Regions from separate parts of the Gossypium hirsutum genome. Here region 2 is linked to region 1. Evidence: chromatin contacts called from public Hi-C data. All regions are on one chromosome and are shown on one strand. The core of a region is the stretch at or near the end of the contact, and the rest is flanking DNA. Distances in the headings are between cores, read along the strand shown.

Region 1 (4,267 bases), core at 875-3,374:
ATTTGGGGACCAGAACTGATATCTTGAAGATGAATTATCCTATTGAATGGATTCTCTCAATGTTAAGGCGAATTAAATCAGCAAAGGAGGATAAGGACAACTTCATATTGTTTACCTCAAATTTATGGAGTATTTGAAACCAACAAAACTAGGTTATTTTCAAGGGAAGAACCCCAATTCTAATCGTTGTCATCAACATGGCTGTGGTTTACACCAATAGAGCGATTAAGGCTTATGAGAGTTGGTGTAATTACAAACCGCTAGTGCAAAGTAATTTGGTGACGAGAATGGAGAGCATGACGACACCAACTTATAACGTGTATGTTGGATGGAAGAAAGGAAATGTAAGAGTTAGCGTTGTCATTCTAATAAAATCTCCGGATGATATTACAAAGAAATTTATTAGGAAAATTTTCGATCAATCTTCTAGGATCAAAAGCAAGCTGTTGATTTCCGATTCATCCTTGCATCTTCTTGTCGTATGGGTTTATCATCTGTAGTGTTTTGGACTAAGGATAAACTACTTGGGAAAATTTTCGAAGGAAAAGAAATCAAGGTGAATTGGGAAATCCAACCAGTATGGGATGATATAGTGGTGATGAGAAGACTCTTCCCGTTTACAAGATATTGTGGGAATGATACTAAAGCCCTATACCGGGCATGTAATGTAGCTGCTACAGTACTTTCAACTTGTTAAATTAGATTTGTAAGTATTTTTACTTGTATTACTTGTATGTTTTCATTTTGTTCATCTATCAATAAAAATTTCGAATCATTTTTAATTCGACTTATTCAAGTGTACTTTTATATGATTAAATAAGTAAATAAAATTTTCGAAATTGGATAAAACGTAACTAATAAACAATAAGATATTATATATACCACTATCTCTTCTCCAAAAATTTATGTTAAAAAAATCTAAGATAATATACTGGATGTGTCTTCAAATTTCAAACCCATATGTAAAAATAGATACAATCTTGCAATTCAAGTTCATGATCTGTTTTCTTTGAGAATGAACGTTTAGAATTCATATTTTCAATTTTTTATTCATATACAAAATCAGATTAGTTTCCTTAATTATTTTCCCTCGAATTCATTCAATTTCCTTCGGTTAAAATACTCGAGAGGTCCCTATATCATAATGACTAGATTAAACTATTCCCTCTATTATTAAATAGATCAATTTAGTCCCTATAAATTAAATAATTCCAAGTTATAACAGAATTAACATTTACTATAAAAAATATCTTGAATTTTTGTTTTCAATTGCAGTTCAATTTCAAACAAAATATTTCATTTAAAGAATCATAAAAACTTTAAAAATATTAACTCTATTAAATAGTAAATGATATATATTTTTTAAACAGTAAATATTAAATCTATTCTAATTTAGTCTTATTTGGATCTTTTCGATAGTACAAAGACTAATTTGATCAAGTCTCTATATTACAGGGACCTCTAAGGTACATCACCAATTTCTTTGCCATATCTCTGGTTTTTCACACCATACCTTATGATTATGCGAAGAACACAGTTCTTAAACTCACAATGATTTGTATAAAGTCACAATATATCTACTAACAGAAGAACAGTAACATCAAAAACCAAACACAAAAACAAAACATCAAACCTTCCATATATTTTTAGTCCTAATTTATTTTTTCATTTGACTCCCCTCTTGCAACGATTATATGTTGTACAAGGCCGATAATCAGGACCTGCAGGTTTTATACAATTCCCATAAATATACGCATTGCAAACCGGTTGACGCTGTAACCCTCGATAAGATATAGGAGTATCTGCAGCAAGTCTCCTTCGTTTCACCTCGGATTCACCGAACAACACCACTTGTTCTTCATCTTCGATGAATTCACCAATTGTTTCATCGTATTTCGTAGTGTTTGGTTTGCTCTCAGGAAAGGCTAAAGCTGCTGATTTGGTCACACTGTTGTTGATTAACAGCAAAGAAGCTAATATGAACAATGGAAAATATCCCATTGTTCCTCTTTTGATCTTTTTTTCTTTTTCCGATTTGTTTTTCTGAGTTTGTAGCCACTTGAATAAATAATATGTTGGGAGATTATCTATAAGAAAAAGTTGTAAATTGAGGATAAGTAATGAAAGGGTATGGTTTCATTAATTGGTTTAAGGGTCTTATAGTGGGGCCTTTGCTATTTCATCTTCAAATTTGGTGAAAGAAAATGACAGTGATTTTGCTTGACTTGGTCAAGTTTTATTTTTAATTTTTTAGAAAAAACTTGAAAACTAAGATTAAAATTACCAGTTGGATATATTTTTTTTCTTTTTAATTTTGTTGGTGTAACATTTTGAAATAAAAAATATTCAAAAATAGCATTCTTATAAACCTGAATTTAACAAATTTATTTACAGAATTAATATTTGGATCTGAATTTTAAAATTTGAAAAGTAAAAAGACTAAATTTCAAACTCATAAAGAGTATAGAAAATTATGACATTTTTAAATTAGACCTTTTGATACTAAAATGCCACATATTCAAATTTAATAATATTATTAATTAGATTTTAATTTTTAAATTAAGAATTAAATATAGAGAAGTTAAATTATAAAAAATTCAAAGAATATAGAAACTAATGACAAAATTAAACCTTCGATTTTGCATTGAATTTAGTTCGGTTTCCAAAGACTAGTGCAAATCCCCACCAATTTCGGCCAATGCAGGGGGCAAATGGAAATTAGAACACGAAAGGCCATCACTGAGCCCCAAGAGTACAATAATTATGGTTTGTCAATACATGGAGTGCTGGCATCAGCTCTCTCAGGATAAAAAATTAAAATCCATAGTTTTGGCTAAATAAAATGTTTATTGAATTTTATGTGTCAATTGAACATATCTCTTGTTTTAGGTACATACTTAACCGATTCCTAATCCAATTAATTCCAATAACATGATAAAAATAATAAAACATTGAGTCTCAATAATTATTCTCTAATATTAACCAAATCTCTTACTCTGCTTAAAAAATCTAATTAATAATTATAACTACATAATATATTATAAGTATAATGATAAACTTTTAAATAAATAAATTAGAATCGAAATAGAGTTATTATAAATAAATTCTTTAAAATATGAGTTGAATTTATAGACGTAACATAAAAATTAATCAAAACATAAGCACTACATGAAAAATAATATTAACATATATGAATTTATGGATGATTGTGCATATTGAAATCAATATATGATAAGTTTAAAAGTTATATAAGTCTATAAATTTTAATATGAATATATAAATGAGACTTTTCGGAGTTTAATATTAATAATAATATAAATCACAAATAATATATGTTGGATTAATTAGAACTGAAATAATCTAAATATGAAATAAAATAGGCTAAAAATTGGAAAATAGCTAAACTTAAGTTAAAATAAATTGAGATAAAATTTATACATAATAAAACTTAAATTTAGAATAATTTAAAAGAGAACTCACACATAAAATTTCATATATTTAATCATTCAAACTAATCTTAAAAAACCAATACCCTTTTAGTTGTTCTTAAAACAATATGCTCCAATTAAAAATTCTACACCTCAATGAATTGAGGACAGCTTTTGTATAAGTGTATAGATTATTATGAGAATTATAATGACAAGATTAAGAAAAGCAACATATAAAATTGCTTACTCAAAACATAGATGAAATAAGCTAAAAACAAATTTAACAATCTTGAAAAAATGATTATCGAACTCCTCGCTTGCATCGTGTATACACAGTACAAGGTCGATATGATGGACCAATAGGTACAATGCAATTACCGTAGATGTTACCATTACAAACCCCCGGCTTCTGAATAGCTCCATAACATATATGACGACCACGATCGTATGTTGGTCCTCCTTGAAGTAGACGTTTAGACGAGTGACTGCCTCCGTTTACATTACGGCCACAATATTTGGTTAAAGTGGAATTGCATAGGGTGGTGGTGACGGCATTGTTTTGATCTAAGAAGATGGAAGTTTCAAAGGCATATATGGGGAAAACAATAGCAAAGATTGCAAGAGAAACGGAGAGAATTCCTCTAGTGAAATCATTTCCCATTGTTGTTCTCTCTTTTTTGCCTTTGGAATGATAACTTACATATGCTCCTATATGAGGTTAAGTGATCATCTAATTGATTAGAATTCCTTTTGCTTTTTTATTTTTATTTCCACTAACTTTACTTTAATGAAGATTGGTATCATCTTTTGCTTTAATAAAGCACACCAATGACATGAGA
Region 2 (4,267 bases), core at 737-3,236, 310 kb after region 1:
GGATTAAACATCGATTTATCCGTAATAATAAAGGAATGGGCCATAGAGAGCAGTATTTGATGAGGTGAATAGGACCACAATCCACATGCAGCTTTTGCACCATAGCTCAAAGCTTTCCCACAAACCAAAAAAGCCTGCTATAACCTAAGCTGTCTTCCTCAACTTGTCTCCCAATATATATATATATATACAACACAAATTTGCTTTTGGAATTTGTAAGCATCAATGGAAACAAAACAAACCCAATTTCCCTCATTACATTATGCAATATGGTCTAATGTTTTCTAACACAAGTTGGCTGAATTTATGGTAATGATAATTAACAACTATTGCCTTTGTCTAACCAATGAGATTTGACACAATGGTTTATCATCTCTTATAGTCAATGTTACCCCGTTGGATTAAATGTTTAAGCCTATCATATATACTATTGGGAGTTGGTATAACAGTGTAATGTATTTGGTATTAAACTATACGGTCCATTTAAAGTAGTGGGAAGCAGAAAATAGTGTTTGATAATGGTTAGTGTAGGCTGCCAATTTCCACTTTATACTGACATCCCATTTTCCCCTTTTGATTCCGATAATATAATATTTAGTCCTTAAACTTAAAAATATTTTCCAATTAGTTCTTGAACTTTTCTTTTACTCTACATTAATCTTGGAACTTGATAGTTTTTTCTCAATTTGGTCTCTGAATTTAGATTTTTTTAAAGGAATAATAATGTGGCATTCTAAGATTATACCATATTATCACCAACTCTTTATTTAAAATACAAAATTTATATATTTTTTTTATTTTTTTATATTTTATATCAAATTTCTAAAATTTCAGATGATGGTATGACATAATCTCAAACTTCCACATCATAACATCTTAATGGAATTCAAATTTAGGGATCAAAATTGTAAAACTTATCAAGTTTTGGGACCAATGTAAAAATATCTGGGACCAAGTAGAGAAAAAGTGCAAAATTTAGGGACTAAAATGTTATATTAACCCTTATATTCCACCGTCTGCAACAACAACCGCCCAAAAAGCTAGTCTAGAAGAAAATAAAAAGGAACCCCACATGGTTGAAGTTGCAATCCATTCAATTCCCCCCACCACTTTCTTTCTTTGGCTCAAACCAATCACAACTTTTTTTGCCTCAAACCATCCACCTCCATGCAACAATAGATACAACAACATAATATATATAGGTGAATGTATACCAGAATTCCTCGGATCTCATCAAATTAGTTCTTTTAGTATTAAATAAATTGATTTAATTCATAATTCCAAACAATCAAATAAATTAAATTGAAATAGAGTTAATTTTACTTCTTTTTAAAATATCATTTACTTACTTATACCGGAGTTAATATTTTTAAATTTTTTATAGTTCTATAAATAATTTTTTTATTTGAAATTAAATTACAATTGAAAAATAGAAAAAAATAATTATTTAATTCAGTAAAATGTACTTTTTAACATATATATATATATATACACGTGAATCTTTTCAACTAAAAGGAATTCTATTGAGAAAGCTAAACATCAGCTTTTTTTATTATTATTCCAAAAAGAATATGTAAAATCATGTTCATTTCTAAAAGGTGTTTTTCTTTTGAAATGGGATCCTTATATATAGGGTTAAAAGTATTTAGAAAGTTCCTGAATTATAGGGATTATATCAAATTAATCCTCTAAACCTTAAATCCTATATTATTAAATGAATCAATTTAACTCTTATATTATTAAAAAGAATTAAACAAGTTTAAATTGTAACAAAAATGAACATTTACTTTATAAAAAATATCTTGAATCTTTTTTTCAATTGCAGTTCAATTCTAAATAAAAGGTTTCGTTTACAAAGAGTACATAATATTTTTTAAATAGTATAAAGACTAAATTGATTAATTTAATAGTTGTGGACGTTACTTCTTAGATACATTCACCTGTATATTTGTATGTATGTGAATGTTTTGAAGTTAAAGGAATACTGAAGAATCAGCTTTTGAAATTTATTCCACAAAGAATATGTAAAATCTTATTCATTTCGAAAAGGACCTTTTTCTTTTGAAATGGGGTGCTTATATATTGGAAAAAGAAAAGCAAAAAAAGTTATTGATAATTCTCAGTGAAAAAAGAAGAGTTGAGTACCATGCATTTGAGTATGCTGGTCTCTGGTCTAAGCTTTATAAGCCTGTCATCTTATAATTACACCATTGCCAACACTTGTTATTGCTGTTTTTTCTTCTAACACACCACCATACCTCATCTGTGTTTTTCTTTTAGCTTTTCGCTTGAAGAACAATGCAAGTTCTTGCAGGGAAACTGGTTTCTTTCACCATGTTCATACTACTCGTCCCATCACTTGTAAGCTCAATTGATGAAGACAACAATGACAACATTAAAAAGGTATTGGATTCATGTCCTTTGATGGAGTTTTATTACATTGTTTTTTCATTACAGATCTGTGTTTTGTTTTTCCAAACAGGTGATCAGTCATAAACTGATGTTTGAGATTACACTGCATGGATTCCTCCTTTGGGCATCAATGGGGTTTTTAATGCCTATTGGGATACTTGCTATTAGAATGTCAAATGGAGAAGAATGTGGAAGAAAGCTTCAAATTCTTTTCTATGTTCACGCAGTTTCACAGGCAAGTTCATCTCTTTACCGAAAAATTCCTCTACTCTCTATAGATTTAGAATTTAGTCTCTTACTTTTTAATTTTTAAAATTTAGGTCTAATAATTGATACCGTTAAATATATTCTATTAAATTTTTTGGTGTGTCATTTCAGATTAAACAAATACTCAATTGATAGCCATGAAGTATGAAAAATGATGTTGTAACGAGGCTAAATTTAACTAAAAAATTTTAACGGTGTTAATAATTTGACTTGTATTGTTAAATTAGAAAAGTAGAGGGATTAAATTTCTTAAAATAAAAGTAAAAAAACTAAATTACAAATATATGAAGAGTACAGGGGCCTAAAGCATAGTTTAACCAAAAACTACATACCCTATATAGATTATAATTTATTTTTGGCATAATGTCAAATTTAACCCTCAATGTTTACTTCTTTTTTTGTCAATTTGACCTTTATTCATTTTTTTTAACTAAAGTTGACCCTCAACCCTTTAAAATAATTCAAATTTGACAATTAATCTTTCAAAAAGAGTTGAATTGTTATTTTTTAACGAAAATGTTGACTAAAATATTAAATTTTAAACATGACAGCCAACATGATAATCCATATGTATTACATGCTATTTTTTTAAACAAATAGTGTTATATTAGCATGAACTACATGTGGACTGTCGTATGAGTTTTGTTGAAAAAAATAGCAATTAAGGCTCCGTTTCTTTCACTGAAAATGACTTCCGGAAAATGATTTCTAGAAAATGATTTATATTTCTGGAAAAGCTATTATTTTCTGGTTGGATGAATTTGTATAAAATATTTTATGTTGTTTGGTAGATTTCTTTAAAATATTTCATAAAAGTTGTTTTCAATTAAACAAACATGCATTTGAGATTTTCTTATTTTTTCATTTTTAATTGAATTTATTTTTATCTATAATTTTATATTTTACATTGTTTTTGCATATATTAAAAATATTATGTTAAATTCAGATTCATTACAAGGTCATTTTTTAATTACATGGCTACTAGCTAAGTGAGTATTTTTTATTTAAAAATGTGACATCAACAAAATTGACAAAAAAATTAACGATGTCAACAATTGGATTTGATTTTTAAATTTGAAAAGTAAACGGACTAAATTCTTGAAAATAAAAATACAAAGACTAAATTATAAATCTGTGAAGTGTACATAGACTTATGACATATTTTAACCTTTTACTACAAAACATTTATTATTAATATATTTATAATTGTAATAAATATTTATTATTAAAATATTAATATTGAATATTTTCAATAATATGTGAATAATATTATTTAAAATTATTATTTTTAAAATTTATTATTAAAATAATAAATCATATTAATAATTTATTATATGAGGAAATATAAATAATTAAATATGTATGTTTAATAATATTGAAAAATATGATATTTTAAATATTTTTAAAAATAAAAATAAAATTTATTATCAATATAATAATATTAAACTTGATTCCAGTTAATTTTTATAAAGAAAAATAAAACTATTTATAGATGAGCTCTTTTTCGGAAAATGACCTATAAGTCATTTTCCGTTGACCAAACTATTTTTTATGAAACAAACACAGGAAAATGCAGAAAATATTTTTC

The links. Hi-C and Micro-C count contacts between places; a contact is called where the count stands out from the background.
Region 2: a contact with region 1 is called in a Hi-C map of leaf, with 1.8 times the contacts expected there. The contact joins the promoter of LOC121232126 here to the promoter of LOC107953315 in region 1. A contact is called at or near these places in 3 of 34 Hi-C or Micro-C datasets (all in leaf).

What each region holds. Positions count from the first base shown.
Region 1 is chrA07:12,431,446-12,435,712 of Gossypium_hirsutum_v2.1, forward strand. It overlaps LOC107953315 (protein RALF-like 27), which reads right to left and starts at 2,125. Exons shown (of 1, transcript XM_016888576.2): 1 at 1,375-2,125. The coding sequence starts at 2,001. The coding sequence ends at 1,666. It overlaps LOC107955911, which reads right to left and starts at 4,089. Exons shown (of 1, transcript XM_016891693.1): 1 at 3,730-4,089. The coding sequence starts at 4,089. The coding sequence ends at 3,730.
Region 2 is chrA07:12,737,415-12,741,681 of Gossypium_hirsutum_v2.1, forward strand. LOC121232126 (cytochrome b561 domain-containing protein At2g30890) reads left to right here and starts at 1,987. Exons shown (of 4, transcript XM_041117586.1): 1 at 1,987-2,403; 2 at 2,483-2,647. The coding sequence starts at 2,299.